2 separate regions of the Zea mays genome follow, and region 2 is linked to region 1. The links are chromatin contacts, called in public Hi-C maps. All regions are on one chromosome and are shown on one strand. The core of a region is the stretch at or near the end of the contact, and the rest is flanking DNA. Distances in the headings are between cores, read along the strand shown.

What was found. A called contact is a pair of places that touch in the nucleus more often than the background predicts.
Region 2: a contact with region 1 is called in a Hi-C map of tassel, with 4 times the contacts expected there. The contact joins the promoter of LOC103653403 here to the enhancer-like site in region 1. A contact is called at or near these places in 6 of 25 Hi-C or Micro-C datasets (bundle sheath, ear, endosperm and 2 more).

The regions. Positions count from the first base shown.
Region 1 is chr4:74,548,086-74,555,939 of Zm-B73-REFERENCE-NAM-5.0, reverse strand. It overlaps LOC103653397 (phosphatidylinositol 3-kinase, root isoform), which reads right to left. Exons shown (of 18, transcript XM_008680312.3): 17 at 7,747-7,854; 18 at 7,111-7,629. The coding sequence ends at 7,788. Among protein-coding and RNA genes, the nearest start is that of LOC109946023, 8.7 kb to the right of the region's middle. Within about 2 kb of position 4,974, at least 15 of the 20 cell types and tissues checked have an H3K27ac peak or open chromatin away from gene starts, as enhancers often do. A contact at or near this core is called in bundle sheath, ear, leaf and 1 more, where this site is marked.
Region 2 is chr4:74,965,022-74,972,875 of Zm-B73-REFERENCE-NAM-5.0, reverse strand. LOC103653403 (Protein SUPPRESSOR OF MAX2 1) reads left to right here and starts at 5,222. Exons shown (of 3, transcript XM_008680320.4): 1 at 5,222-6,756; 2 at 7,355-7,631; 3 at 7,722-7,854. The coding sequence starts at 5,546. It also overlaps the pseudogene LOC103655348.

The DNA.
Region 1 (7,854 bases), core at 3,725-6,224:
TTTAACCCTTGCACCTTATTATACTCCTCTCGACACAAGGAGGCGAGGAGTATAGTTGTGGCTTGGGAGTTAAAGAGCCTAATTTTGGCGACCTCATCCGAGTCGTAGCCCTCGTCCCCCACCGTAGGTACCTGCTCTCCAAATTCAACAATGTCCCAAATGCTTGCGTGGAGTGAGGTTAGGTGATGCCTCATTTTATCACTCCACATGCAATAATCCTCACCATCAAAATATGGTGGATTACCTAATGGAACGGAGAGTAGAGGAGCGCGCTTAGAAATACGGGGATAACAAAGTGGCATCTTACTATACTTCTTGTGCTCATGGCGCTTAGAAGTGAGGGACACCGCGTCGGAGCCAGATGTGGAGGGTAACAAAGAGTCAGTCTCGTAGTAGACCACTTTCTTCATCTTCTTCTTCTTGTCGCCACTCCGATGCGACTTGACGCGAGGAGGGGATCCCTCCTTGGCTTTGGTGCCGGACTCCCTTGATGGAGCCTTCCCGTGGCTTGTGGCCTTCTCGCCGGTTTCCATCTCCCTCTTGGCGGATCCTCCCGACATCACTTCGAGTTGTTAGACTCTAATGAAGCACCGGGTTCTAATACCAATTGAAAGTCGCCTAGAGGGGGGGGTGAATAGGCGGAATCTGAAATTATAAACTTAAGCACACACTACAAGCCGGGGTTAGCGTTAGAATTAAATCCGAGTCCAAAATAGAGGGGAAAAGAAATCAACCAAGAAATAGAGCGAATGACCATGATGATTTGTTTTACCGAGGTTCGGTTCTAAAGAACCTAGTCCCTGTTGAGGTGGTCACAAAGACCGAGTCTCTTTCAACCCTTTCCCTCTCTCAAACGGTCACTTAGACCAAGTGAGCCTTTTCCTTAATCTCCCGGGTCACTTAGACCCCGCAAGGACCACCACACACTTAGGTGTCTCTTGCTTTGATTACAAATCACTTGAGAAAAGAAATGAGAAAGTAAGAAGGCAATCCAAGAGGCAAGAGCTCAAAAGAACACAAAATCTCTCTCTCCCAAGTCACTAAGTGTTTGAGATGAATTGGGGACTTGGAGAGGCTTTGATCTTTTCAAATGTGTCTAGGAGTGAATGCTAGAGCTCTTATAATGAATATGATACTCAGAAGTCTTGAATTCTTGGGGTGGTGGTGGTTGGGGGTATTTATAGCCCTCAACCACCAAACAACCATTGGGGCAGGCTGCTGTCGATGGGCGCACTAGACAGTCCGGTGCGCCAGCCACTTCACCCAATCGTTAGGGTTCTGGAGCTTTTGATCGTTGGAGGCTTTGTCCTTTAGTGGCACCGGACAGTCCGGTGCTGCACCGGACAGGCACTGTTCAGTGTCCAGTGCGCCTCTGACCTGCGGCTCTGACTCTACGCGCATTGTTCCTCACTGTTCATCTGATCACCGCACTTTTGCAGTCGACCGTTGTGCGAAGTAGTCGTTGCTCCGCTGTTGCACCGGACAGTCCGGTGAATTATAGCGGAGCGCGCCTGGAGAAACCCGAGAGTGGTTGTTTGGACTCTGTACGGTCCTGGTGCACCGGACACTATCCGGTGCGCCAGACCTCAGCACACTTGGTTTCTTTTGCTCCTTTGAATTTGATCCCTAACTTGGATATTTATTGGTTTGTGTTGAACCTTTATGCACCTGTAGAACATGTATTCTAGAACAAACTAGTTAATCCATTATTTGTGTTGGGCATTCAACCACCAAAATTAATTGCAGGAAAAGGTTAACCATGTTTCCCTTTCACATATTCACCCCCCCTCTAGGTGCTTTCAACACCAAAACTGGGACATATGTTCTTTGGAGCCGAACCTCGATCAAATAAATTGGTGTGTCTTTTGTTCTTTAATTACTGCAATTTGTTTTTCATCTCTCTAACTCCAAGTTCTTGCTATTATCTTCCCTTGTGATATTGCTCTCATATTTATTTTGTGTTTAAGAAAGAGCATCGTCAAGTGCAAGAACTTCACTCTCTCCTTACTCTATTTGATCTAGTTTTTGAACTAACACTTAATTTGGTATTCTAGATTGTTTTAGATTGTGAAATTTCAGGTGTTGCCTATTCACTCCCTCTAGGCAACTATCAGTTATCATATACCATATTGCCACACATAGTCGTTTGTTGACATAGTTGTATTGCAACGCTAGTAGCATTGGATTCTGGTTTAATAAATTGTCATTTTAGAAATAGTAAAACATAATAAAAGTGATTGCACTCACATGTATTAATTATAATGAATCATTCAATAAGTTGACAGTTCATTGAAATAGTGTCTAAAATCATAAACCGGTGTATTGGTCACTCATTATTTCGTAATTTTATAAAACTCGCGGTAGTATAAGACTTCCTAACATTTATGCAACACTTGAGGGTTTCCTAGTAGTGCAACATGTCATCACCTCAATCGTGTTCTCCTGATTCTGAGCCTCCACTTGAAACCTTATCCACTTGCTGACTAAAAGAATAAGATTGGGATATTAGAAAATATTAGCTTTACTACTTCATGCCAGAATAATGTAAATAAATTCAGATAAAACACGGTTGTAATTAAGAAAAAGTAGAATTAAGAAAACTATAGAAAGACTGTTGTCAATTTAATTAACAAAAACTAGAACTAAAAATTACAAAGCCTTATACTAAAGCAAGTATCAATAAACACCACCACCTACTGGCTAGACATGCATATGTTTCAATATCCTCAAGCAAATATATGTTACTCTAGGCAACATCAAACAATGTGTCCAGTCAGTAATGTAATTCTTGGTGTAAAATGGAAACAACTACAACTCATTATAACACATAGGTGTAGTGTGGACATATTATAGCAATATTCTGAGTATTATTGTGTTTGTATGGATGATATCATCTTTGGTGGTTCTTATCATGCTCTTGTTGCCAAATTTTTAGATACCATGAGCATGGAATTTGAGATGGAGGGCTCAACTTCTTTCTTGAGCTACATATCAAGAACCTAGATGGGACTTTTGTGCACCAAGGCAAATATACAAAGGATGTCCTAAAGAAGTTTGACACCAGTGAGGCAAAGTCTCTCTTAATACTTGTATCAATCACAATGGTGTTGGATGCTAATGAGGATGATGAGCCTGTGGACCAAAAGGCAATGGCGGACCTAGGATTTGACCACAGGGTATGCGATGCAAAAAAATGTCTTATACAATTCGGTAAAACCATATATAGTACGACGACAGATCTAGATAACGAACCTTCGAGAGACCATGATTATATCTGATAATCTGATATATGTCGCAGATGAGACATGTAAAGTGATCCTCCGATTTAGAGCAAGGCGGCGACGGACTACGACATGGCACTAGGGCTAGGGCTCCGTTCTCTTCGATCAAGATTAGATTAGAAAAATGAAACATGCAGAGCACTAGAAAATTGAAACGGCAACAGACTGTAGTCTACAGGGCACTACGGAGTTAGAAAAATGAAACGTCCAGTGCACTACGTTGTCGCTCGGGCCTAGTCTCAATGGCCTAATGGGCCTCCCGTCATGACGCCTTACTGTCCAGTGCACTATGTTTTTTCTCTTTTTTCATTTAGTTTTTACATATACGATATACATGCAATCGAAGGTTTTACAGGGTATGTCGGTGCATACCCAGCATAACCTGTGGGTCCGCCACTGTCAAAAGGAGTATAGAAGTGTGTTGGCTCACTTTTGTACTTGATGGCAGTGAGATCCAATATATATATTATTGTGTGTCTATGTGCTCAGTTTTAGGCGCCCTCGTGCACATCCCATAAGTACGTAGTCAAAAGGATCATGATGTACCTTTGTTTTACTCCAAAATTTAGTCTTTGGTATTCCTCTTCTTCAATCCTATCATTCTTTGGATCGCAAGTCAAGTTCTAGGGCTTGTCATTTTTTGTTCTTTACTGGTTTATTGGTTTTCTCGCAAACATTATACCATATCCCAATCCACTATAGAGGTTGAGTATGTTGCTATCACTAATTGTCACTTACAGTTGCTTTAGATGATGGCCACTTTGAGAGACTTAGGCTCACAGTTTTAGCGAGTGCCTTTGATTTGTGACAGCACTGGTTCCATAAGTGTTGCAAAACAATCTAGTGATATGCTCCAAAACAAAGCATATAGATGTCTGCTTTCATTTTCTAAGAGATCATTATGAGAAATGGGACATAGACTTATGACATGTTAACACTTATAAACAGCTTGTCGATATCCTCACCGAACCCCTTAATTAAGCCACATTTGCGCACTTGGGAGGGGAGCTAGGTGTGTGTTTTCTTTTTTATAGGAGCGAAGTTGTTTTAGTTGTACCGTAGAGCTTCTCTTCTTTGCACTTTTTGCTTTTAGTTTGGCTTTTTGTATCATATTTGCATCACATCATGTATCATATAGCATTTTGAGCTTGTTGTGTATAGCTGTTAGAATATGATTATGCTATTGGTAGTATGTTCATGTGTACATGATGATGTTTGGGCAAGCTTAGGCTCATTTTGCTCACCGTGATACAATTATGTTGAGCTAAGTTCATTTTTCTAAACTGTGAACATGTTTAATACTTGTTAAATCCGCTGAGATTAGCAACTAGCATGTGTAGGATGTGTTGAATTCTTTTTGTTGTCACTAGCATGCAGTGGTGAGCCTAGGATTTGAAAGATGAGTATTCAAAATTGTTAAAGGGTAAAAACATTGGTATGTAATAATCATGGTTAATTGGCTATTGCCAGAAGAACCAAATTTATGTTTCTCAATTCTAGCTAAACAAACGGTAGTTATCGTACCGAGTTGAATTGTTGAAGTGATTCTATGGTCTATGGATTGGATGGAATGGTGTCGTGGTGGATGGCTGTGCGTGACTCACGAGCCAATGGGACGGTGTCACGGTGGCCGGTCGGTAGAGTAGTGGATGTGGACAGTGGGGTGTAGGTCGAACAACAACATCTGGTGAACAGTTGTGCGTGGCTGACGGCGAGGGCACGCCGCACGCGTGGGCAGATGGCAGCGGCGGGCAATTGCTAGGAAACAACGAACGATGACACAACCGCACATGCACGAAGCCTAAAGCCAGCGGAAGTTAGGGAGAGCCACGAGAGAGAAGGGTTGTGGGGGCCGTTGAATAGGTAGGTTTTACGTATACATATTTTATTTATATTTTTTTATTTTTTTACTAAAATTTTGGGTACTCATTTGAGTACCCATGTCTGCATGGTGGCCTGCACTATAGGTGTACATTCGGGCCGCCCGGCCCGGCCCGGCCCAAGCCCGAAAAGGCCCATATTGTTTGAATTTCGGGTCGGCCCGGCCCGTTTGAATTTCGGGCCGTGCCGGGCCGGCCCATGGGCCTCGCCCTCGGCCCACGGCCCGGCCCGTAATTGCTTAAACGTGCCGGGCTTATTTCGGGCGGCCCGAAATTATAAAAGTCCGAAATTCAGTTTTTGGCCCGAAATTCAGTTTTTGGCCCGAAATTCACATTACGGCCCTAAATTCAACAAAATAATAAAACAAATAAAAGATAAGACAAATAAATTTGAACAAAATCAAACTTAATATTTGTATTAATGTTACCACAGCTATGCAATGACTACCTCGTTTATAAATCATTTTGTTAGAAGAAAAAAGAGTATAATCAGCTCTATACAAAGTTCATAAGTTCAGTTTATTGTCTAATGTTCATAACAAAAGTAAAATTACATCACACACTCTAATTCAAAGATACAAAAAAACATCTAACTAGTATTATCTCTAGCTTTGTGTTCTTTATCAAGTATATGAAAGTGTGGAATGAAGTGTGTTTTAATAAATATATGGGCCTTTTCGTGCCTCTATATGGGCCTTTTCGTGCCTGCCTTAAACGGGTCGTGCTCGTGCCCGCTCATGGGCCGTGACCTCGGCCCAAACCCGGCCCGATATAACGGGTCGTGCCGGCCCGGCACTAAATTATTTCGGGTCGTGTCGTGCCTGGGCCGTGCTTTTTTTTCCGTGCTTCGGGCCGGCCCATCAGGCCCGGCCCAAATGTACACCTATAGCCTGCACCTGCTAGTATGCTAGATTACTCTGTCTCATGCTTTGAGTCATTCACTATCTTAACCAAAATAATATTATTCTAAAATTGGATTGGGGATAAGTGAAACAGAAAGATTGAGGTACGTTTGCATTTGTCACCAAATTATTGTATCAAGACTTATTCTCCTTGCACCTTGAGAAGTATAGTAGATAATTGAAACTGGCGTCTTCCACTTATTATTACATTTCTACATAAGGATGCGCCTGATTAAAAAGTTAAATTTGATAGTGCTTACTACCCCTCAGACTCACATTCTATTGACTAAATCTTGTATAACGCTATGATAGTTTGGTTAAATTGGACAATCTTGTATAATGCTCTGATGGTTTGGTTAAATTCGACACCTTTGGCATGATGAGTGACCGTTGTATTAGACTCAATATTCTGTATTTCGGTTAATCATGAGCGTACCACTGAGCATTCTATGTGGCACAAAGTACTTTATCTATGTCGCCTCATACCATTTGAGCATTCCAACAAGGAATATGCCTGTCACAGCAATACTTCCTCATGCATGACATGTTTTCCATTACTTGCGAGTTATGACTACTTGTATGAGCAAAAGATATTGCTATCATATAAGACTTGGTAGTTTCACAATAATGCTCCAGCAGCTGCTAATCTCCTTGTAGAGCCCACATGCTCCTGAGACTGCTGGCACCTGGCAGGCTAGTCTTATCATTACAAACTACTAAAGAACTTAAGGGCCTGTTTGTTTATCCCCCAGATTATATAATCTGGATTAAATAATTCTAAGAGACAAACAAACAGTCTAGCTTATTTGCCCAGATTATATAATCTAACCCCTTAGATTATGATAATCCATAAGCAAGTGAGGAGGTACTTATTTCAGATTATTTTTTCCCACTTCCCCACTACCCTTTCAAGTTTCCTAGAAATTACCCACCATTGCCATTATAATCCACCGAATCGTTTTTTCGCCTTCCGTGATAATATTGCTAATGCAATATTTGTCAATGTCAATTGAATTTTTTAAAATTATTTATGTAATAAATTATGAATACTCAGAAACGTTTGTTACATTGTTCATCTCATATATGAGTTTCAACCTAGTACAAATATAGAGGGCATTCTTGTCTTCCTCATACAAAAGAATCCTATTAACAACTCAAATAATCTGGGTAAACAAACAGAACTACTCAGATTATATAATCCAGATTATATAATCCTCCAAAAATAATCCAGATTATATAATCCATGGGGTAAACAAACAGGCCCTAAACCATCACGTATTCCGGTATTCACAAATTTGCTACTGAAGTTGATTTTATACATTAACGCATATATACATCTGACGAATGCCCATAGGTCTACAGCAGTGCGTGACGGAATTCTACTATCACAAGTGACAACTGACAACCCGAATTCCTGGGTGTCACCGGCACGAGAAGATTGCCCATGCCCTGCATCAGCCCAATCAATTCGCAGATGCGGCGCAGCTTGAACCCCAAATGCTAGGCGCCTAGGCTTCCATCCATCAGTGTCGTTTCTCGCTTATTACCGTGGCTTGTGACAGTCAGCTGGAGTGAACACCAAAACCAACCAAAAAAATCAATATATCAGTTCGCTTGCCAAGAGAATATCAAACTCCCAGATCAAACAATATCACAACAACAGGGAAGTATTGCCCAACTCACCATGTACAGATTCACACTTGCTTCTACGACATTAGCTTGTGTTACCGCCAATATTGAGCCCATCTATGGATGGTCTCAACCATTTGAGGGAACAGAGCACTCACGCTA
Region 2 (7,854 bases), core at 3,973-6,472, 420 kb before region 1:
CTAGCGGTGTCGATGAGCGCCATCTCTTCGTTGCTGACGATGTCCATGAGGAACTCCGCCTACGAAATCACGCCATAACTTTAGTTCCTTAATTTCTTTCTCTATCTGCAACAAACAAGTGAAATTTTACATCATGTCATTGAAGTCGTCATGCTAAATGACGTATGCAACATGTGCAGTTAGTTCACTATGGTTACTATGTTTCTTGATGTACAAAGATGTTGGGATGAATACACATGAAAAAATCAAGTAGCAGATACCTTCTGGATTTGATTGTCCTTTTCTTCCACTAATGCTACAAGACCAGAATACGAAGCTGGGCATCACAATTCACTCTCCAATCTTGCATCAGGCTACATAAACTTTAATAAAGAAGAAATCATCTATCTGATATAGTATCAATACCCGATTCAAAGTTATTTTGATCCTAAGGGAGAAACGAAACTTGTTGTTAACTGAAAACAGTAAAGTAAAAGCACCTTAAATGCATGTTTGGGGTGGTTATCCAATGCATGTTGTAAAAGCACCTTAAATAACCAATATATATAAATAGGGAACCAAATTGGAAGGAAAAAGCTGTCATGGTGAGGGCTAGTTTGAGAATGCTAGAACGACAAAGAGACTACGAGACCCCATAGTGAAGTTTCCTAAGGACCCCCCTGGTACAGTCTTTCCTCTTCTAGGATATCCCTCACCTCACCTACATGAGAACATACATGCAGCTTTGCTGTCTATACTGGCTACATGCAAAATAATCAATATAACATGCATGCACACTATTTGATCTCGCTGCCCATACAAAGATCAAAATTGGATGCAGATGCAGGGAGTATCTTATTAGGGAGAAAATTTAAAAGTGACATTCTATGTCAAACCTGTCAATAGGATCAGAGCAAACTTACAAATCCAGGTGTCATTGCTGGCTTCCAAGCTGGGTGATTTTGCTGGGTAAATCTATAGAAAACTGCAAAACAAACAAACTTTTTTTAAAAAAAATGGAACTCTAGAACTATAAAGGGACAACATGTTATGAAATCAGGAATATCTTAGTTGATATGACATTTTCCATGTTAAGTGAATTAATTCTCTTGCAGTTTGCTGAAACTGGTTGACATAGGATGTTTAGGAGACGAAACTGTTCCTTTGCACTCTGCACTTAAGTCGACTGCACCTGTAGACTCAACTGCAATTGCTCAATGCTTTCGGCACAGATCGCGCAGCTAAAGTCCAAAGAATGCAGTCAACTGGACTGAACAAAAACGAAAGGTTATCAAAAAAGATAGTCAAAATACATGACTTGAGACCAAAAGAAATATTTGTTTAGTCCATAAAGTCTAATACCCATACAACATTTTCTGGCTTTGTAGTAACCTGGGATACTTAGTGCACTTTCTTTTAATTGAAAAAAAAGAATGTGATGCTCATGACTGTCTTTGATTTGTCCTCTGGTGTAGTACCGATAATATATCAAGTTCATCGGGCACGTGATGGATAATATTTGAAATTTCTTTGGACGAATTAAATAATTTATACAAACCCGTACCAGTTATGATTCTCATTTTTCAATCTTTTGAACTTGAAAATGCCTCTGCCTTGTTCATGCTAACAATTTTTGAGTTATAAGGTCAATTACTATTTTGAACCTTGTATCTCCCAAAACGCCACATGAAGTCAGTCTTACTTTGGTTATATAAAATGGCTCCTTGTAGCCCTTGCCCACCTCACTAAAATTTATGTTCATTGAACCCATAAGTTTATGGTATATCTTCATCAGCTACCAATTAATATCATCCTTAGTCTCAATAGCTACCAGACAATATCGTTCTTGGTGACTTGGTCTCAGTTTGATTAGTGCAGTTGCTTATGATCCATGGATAAATTGTTGTGGTACAACTGCTAGAATATATACTGCATTACTGCTAGGTTGAATTTTTTTAGGACTGCAAAGGTCCAGAAACCTATGCCAAAAGAGGGCAGCACCGATTGTCTCAGGAAGGCACAATCAAATTGACCAAAGCCTAATCCTCAAACATTTTGATTATCCAAAGTCTTCACAAGTCACCATATCATGAGATCAAGGGACATTCTTGTAAACAAAACAAAAACTGCACAGACGACTTGAGAATTTACTAGGCAATCAAACACAAAATAATCATCAGAATAAGAGGTGATTACGATAATCATTAGAACAAGATAATCATCAGAATAAATGGGGAGGCAACCCCTGCAACTTCACCATTACAGATCTACCAGTGAACTTCTGAATGTTGTTTGGATGATACATCCCAGTAAATTTGGTAATATAATAATGGCTTCATAATGGAGAACAGAAGATAAAAATGGGGAAAAAGGTATGTAAACAAAGTATACGAAGCCATACTGTGTGCACAGGTGTCCATCGCTCACTTGCGAGCTCATAACCGTTTGGATCTTCACCGGGTGGATGAAGAATAGAGATACAAACCCGCCCATCAGGATAGACTGGCGTTTCCTCAAATATTATGCATGATGTCAGAAAACATAACTGCAGATGAACTAAATAAATACAATTTTCACTAATAAAAAGCTGACCATTTGGATGCCACAAGTGAAGAAGTCTCATTTGGCAAGAGAGGAGGGTACGAGTTTGATGAGGCTGATTTTTTGGGTCTCGACTTCTTTGAGAAAAAATGTTCTAAAGGTCTACCACCTGGGCTAGCTCCAGCTTTTGAGCCTTTACGAGATGACAATTTTCCTGAGGTGGACATAATATTTGGAGACCCGAGCAAATTCGACAAGTCTCCTCGCCGAACTGAAATCCAACCGGTAGACAACGGGGAGTTAGGGGAAGCATCTCAATCGACTACTATACCAAATGAAGCTGACAAGGCTGGGATAGAACCCCCTTCAACTGTTATTGAGACAGAAGAAGATGAAGATGTTTATAGACCCACAGTTAGATCATGGGGAATGTTTTCGAGGCCACAAAATATTTCAAAGGCGGTAGGATATAGTTGTAGCATCTCGTATTTTGTATTTGCATCTTTCTTGCATGATGTCAAATATTATGCCATGAGCAATGCCTCCACCAGAAATCAATACTGCACATATAGTAAGATTTTCAATCCCTGATTCCGGTCCACAGTAACACACAGACAAGATCTCCAGTAAGCGCGAGGATGAAAAGAGGTTGGACACTGACCGTGGAGCATGGCAGAGAGGCTGCCGTTGGGGAGGTAGTCGTAGACGAGGAGCTTCTCGTCCTTGGAGAAGTAGTAGGCGCGGATGGGGAGCACGTTCTGGTGCTCCACCCTGCCGAGCGCCTCCATGTGCGCGTCGAACTCGCGCCGCTGCACCGCCACGTCCTTGAGTCGCTTCACCACCACCGTCGTGCCTTCCTCCAGCACTGCCTTGTACGACGTCCCCACGCTGCCTTTGCCCAGCACCTCCGCCGACGGGCGCAGCAGGTCCTCCAGGTTGAAGCTGTACCCGGCGCCCTTCCCAACGAACACCAGTCGGCTCTGCTCCCCCGCGGCGGCGGCGGCCGCCGCTGCGACTGCCGCGGCCGACCCGAATGCGTCTCCTCCGAGGTCCTCCTTGGACGAGGACGTCAAGACGCTGCCCACGCCGGACGCCGGCGGGGGCTGCCCCCTGGCCGCCGCGGATGTCGCGGGCGTCGGCGCCACGACGTTTGGACACCACGCAGAGCACGGTGGCGATGAGGAGGAGGAGCCCCACCACTACGGCACCCACGACGATACCCGCGATTGCGGCCCCGGAGAGCTTCTGCTTCTTGGATGAGCCCGGCGCGGGGCCGGGCCCGCCGGGCGACGGCGCTGGGGGAAAGAACGGGCTGCTGCAGGGCGGAAGCGGGTCCCCGCAGAGCTGGAGGTTCCCGACGAAGGATTCCCGTGGGAAGTGCGAGAGCGATTTGGGGATGGGGCCGTTGAGGTTGTTGTCGGAGACATCGAAGGAGCCGAGACCCGCGATGCTGATGCTGGGAATGCTCCCGGAGAGGCGGTTGCCGTCGAGCCTGAGCACGCGTAGCGCGGTGAGGCTGTTGAGCGTGAAGGGGATGGGACCCGACAAGTAGGAGAGGACCAGGCGCTCGAGGCCGCCGAGCCTCTGGATTCCCGGCGGGATGGGGCCGGACAGCAGGTTGTGCTGCAGGAACAACGCCTTGAGGCCCGGCAGCTGGAGCACGTTGTTGGGGATGGTCCCGAGGACGCGGTTGGAGCAGAGCGAAAGCGCGCGGAGGTTGGTGAGCCGGCCGAGCGCGGTGGGCGGGCGGGATGCGAGGAGCGCCATCGAAGGAAGGAGGAATCGAGCGCGGCGGGCGAGCGGGATGCGAGGAGCGCTCGAAGGAAGGAGTGCGACGAAACCGTGGTCGAGCGGCGGCGGTGGGGAGGAGGGTGAGGGATTCACGGGCGTTGGGGAGGAGGGTGGGGATCCGCGGGCGAGGCGGGAGCCGGCAGAATGTGCACCAGTGGACGCCTACAGTACATACTTAATTAGTAGTAAAGATTCGGGGTCGGCTGATCCGACAACCCTCTAAATTCGCCTCTGAATATAGTGTTTTTGAAACTTCCTTTGAGGAGCTTCGTAATTTTTTTGAAGATGGTCTCTAGTTTATTTTTTAAAAGCTAGAACTTTAGACCTATTTAGATAGAAAAAACTAAAGTATACCTAAACTTTTTAAAGTGAAACCCTTCCAAAGAGTTCCTAACTATAGGCTCTAAGGCTATCCGCACTCATACTACTCTAAATTTCTACCCTAAAAAGAATATTCTGTCCTGGTCAGCAAAATTCTTTACTCTATATCACAATCCTCCGCACTCATGTTTACTCTATACCATATATTCTATTATTTCTCTCTCCTGGTGCCCCGCCTCGGGTCCCACAACCTTTGCTGCCTCCGGCCCCGCCTCTCTCCTGGTGCACGGAGCAGACGTATGCAGTAGACGTTGCTGCAACTCTACATTTAAGGTTTCCGGTTTGCTTGCTTGCCTTAGCGTACCGGTCCCAGTACACGGCTGCAGCACTCACGTTAACTCTATCCGCATAGCGTTCCGGTTCTAGTCATTCACTGCGGCTAGCCTAAGAGCTAATGCAAATACTAATTCGCGCCGGATGAGTACACAATTTATTTATAATAACAGAAAAAAAACAAGGAAAAAAAAATCTGTTCGCCTCCTTCCATGGATCGCGTGGGTAAAAACAAGATGGTGTCGTGGTAAAATGCGACGTCGGGAAGATGTTGTAGGAGACGAAGATTCTATTCGCCTCCCTTTCTCGCCCCTCCTCTGCTACTAGCCTACTACTACTTCAGTTCTCGCCTTCTCTGCTCTCACCGGACTCCCTCCTTCTCTCTCTCTCTCTCTCTCTCTCTCTCGATACTACCCCCTCCGCTCCCCTCCAAGCCTCTCCTTTTTCCACCCTCGGAGGCGCCGACGTCCTCCGACTTCCAGGGCGGCGCCGAGCAACAACTACTACCTGGTCACCCAGCCAAAAGGGGATTCCTTTTCGGTGCGCTCTCCGATCGATTGATGAGCGGCGGGCGGCAGCGATGAGGGCGGATCTCAGCACCATCCAGCAGACGCTCACGCCGGAGGCGGCGGCGGCGCTGGCGCGGGCCATCGACGAGGCCGCGCGGAGGAGGCACGGCCAGACCACGCCGCTCCACGTCGCCGCCGCGCTGCTCGCCGCGCCGGCCGGTCTGCTGCGCCAGGCGTGCGCTCGCGCGGCCGCCACCGGTGCTGGACCTGGCGCCGCTGGTGGCGCCGGCGGCGCTCACCCGCTGCAGTGCCGCGCCCTCGAGCTCTGCTTCTCCGTCGCCCTCGACAGGCTGCCGGCCGCGGCCGCGGCCTCGGCAGCGGCGCATGCGTCGGGGCCGCCCGTGTCGAACGCGCTCGTTGCGGCGCTCAAGCGCGCGCAGGCGCAGCAGCGCCGGGGGTGCCCCGAGGCCGCGCAGCAGCCGCTGCTCGCCGTCAAGGTCGAGCTCGAGCAGCTCGTCCTCTCCATCCTCGATGACCCGTCAGTCAGCCGCGTCATGCGCGAGGCCTCCTTCTCGTCCGCAGCCGTCAAGACCACCATCGAGCAGTCGCTCCCGTCGCCCTCCGCCGCCGCCGTCGTGTCCACCCCGACTGTCGCCGCGACTACGCCTGTGGCCCCGTCCCCCTCTCCGTTCCCGCGAGTCGGCCCAACCAACGCCTACATCAACCCTCGCCTCGCTGCCGCCGCAGGCGTTGGCGGCGGCAGGGACGACGTACGCAAGGTGCTCGACGTCATGCTCAAGCCGGCGCGCCGCAACCCGGTGCTGGTCGGCGACGCCGGGCCAGATGCGGTGCTGAGGGAGGCGGTACGCAGGATCCCGACGTCTGACTCCCATGCTCTCGCCGGAGCGAAGGTCTTGCCGCTCGAGGCGGACCTCGCCAAGCTCGCCGGCGACAAGGCCGCCATGGCGGCGAGGATCGGGGACCTGGGCGCGATGGTCCAGAGGATCCTCGCTGACCACGGCGCCGTGGTCCTTGATCTTGGCGATCTCAAGTGGCTGGTGGACGGGCCGGCGGCAGCAGCGTCAGAGGGGGGCAAGGCGGTGGTGTCGGAGATGGCGCGGCTGCTGGGGCCGTTCGGAAGCCGTAAGGTCTGGGCCGTCGGTACAGCCGCGTGCGCCACCTACCTCCGATGCAAGGTCTACCACCCAACCATGGAGGCTGATTGGGACCTCCAGGCCGTGCCTATCGCCCGCAGCGCGCCGCTCGCCGGCGCAGCTCTCAGGTATGTTTTTTCGGCGCTTTTTCGCTTTCTTCTCTGCATCTACCATGTCTGATGCAGTTCTTGTTGTTTTTGCTGTTGGTGACTCAAACTTGTTCCAGTTTTTCCGTTGTCTTGGACCAGAGTAAAATAATAAAATTAGTTTATAGTACTCGATAACCAAAAATTCCTACAGTTGAATAGTACATCATGATTGCTAGTACTATAAAAAGTTTGGCGCCTTTTCTGATAATCTAAAAAGTTTGGCAGATGTTTGTGCCTCCACTTCTTTATTTGTATGTTTGCACCTTCCTCTCTATCCTGTAAATGTTGAATGTATAAATGGATTGTCTAACTTCTCCTAATATTGTATTGAATTGATGTTGAATTGGTTAGAGTTTTGAGCTCGAATCCTGGTTAGCCCAATTAAATAAAATAATTGTTGCTCACTTCTATATTTCACGTCAGAGATGTAAAAGAGGCTTGACATGAAGAGAGTGTTAGAATATAATATAAGTGAATTGTCCACCTCCTTCTATTAGCTTAATCTTTTAGGTTAAATTGATTGGTGTATGCAGCTTAATAAAAACAGATGATCTGATCAATTTACTGAAATTTATAGGCCTGGAGGCATTGGAATTCTGGGCAACTCAGTGGGGATGTTATCGCCTGCTCTCCGGCCTATGCCGGTGACGCCAACGGCACTCCGATGGCCGCCAGGGGCAGGGAGTGACCATCCTCTGAAGGCTAAGCCTGCTATGTGCCTGCTTTGCAAGGGTAGTTATGACCGTGAGCTTGCCAAGCTGCTAGCGGAGCAGAAGGAAAAGCCAGCGTCAAGTCCTGAGGCCGCTAAGCCTGGTTTGCCACACTGGATGCAGCCCAGCAGGGATCAACCGCAGGTTTGCGTCTTTTCTATGCGTTATTAGCTTGTAAAACTAGCATTGGTTCTAATGGAAAGGCGATTGACATAGTCATTTGTGCTTTCACAGACCAAGGAGCAAGAGTTGAAGCAGAATGAGGCTGCCGAGGAGCTTGAGAAGAAATGGCATGAGACCTGCGCCCGTACCCACAGCAACCGTACTGTGGCGCCAGCTCTCTCCCTGCCGTTGGCTGCCTTAGCTC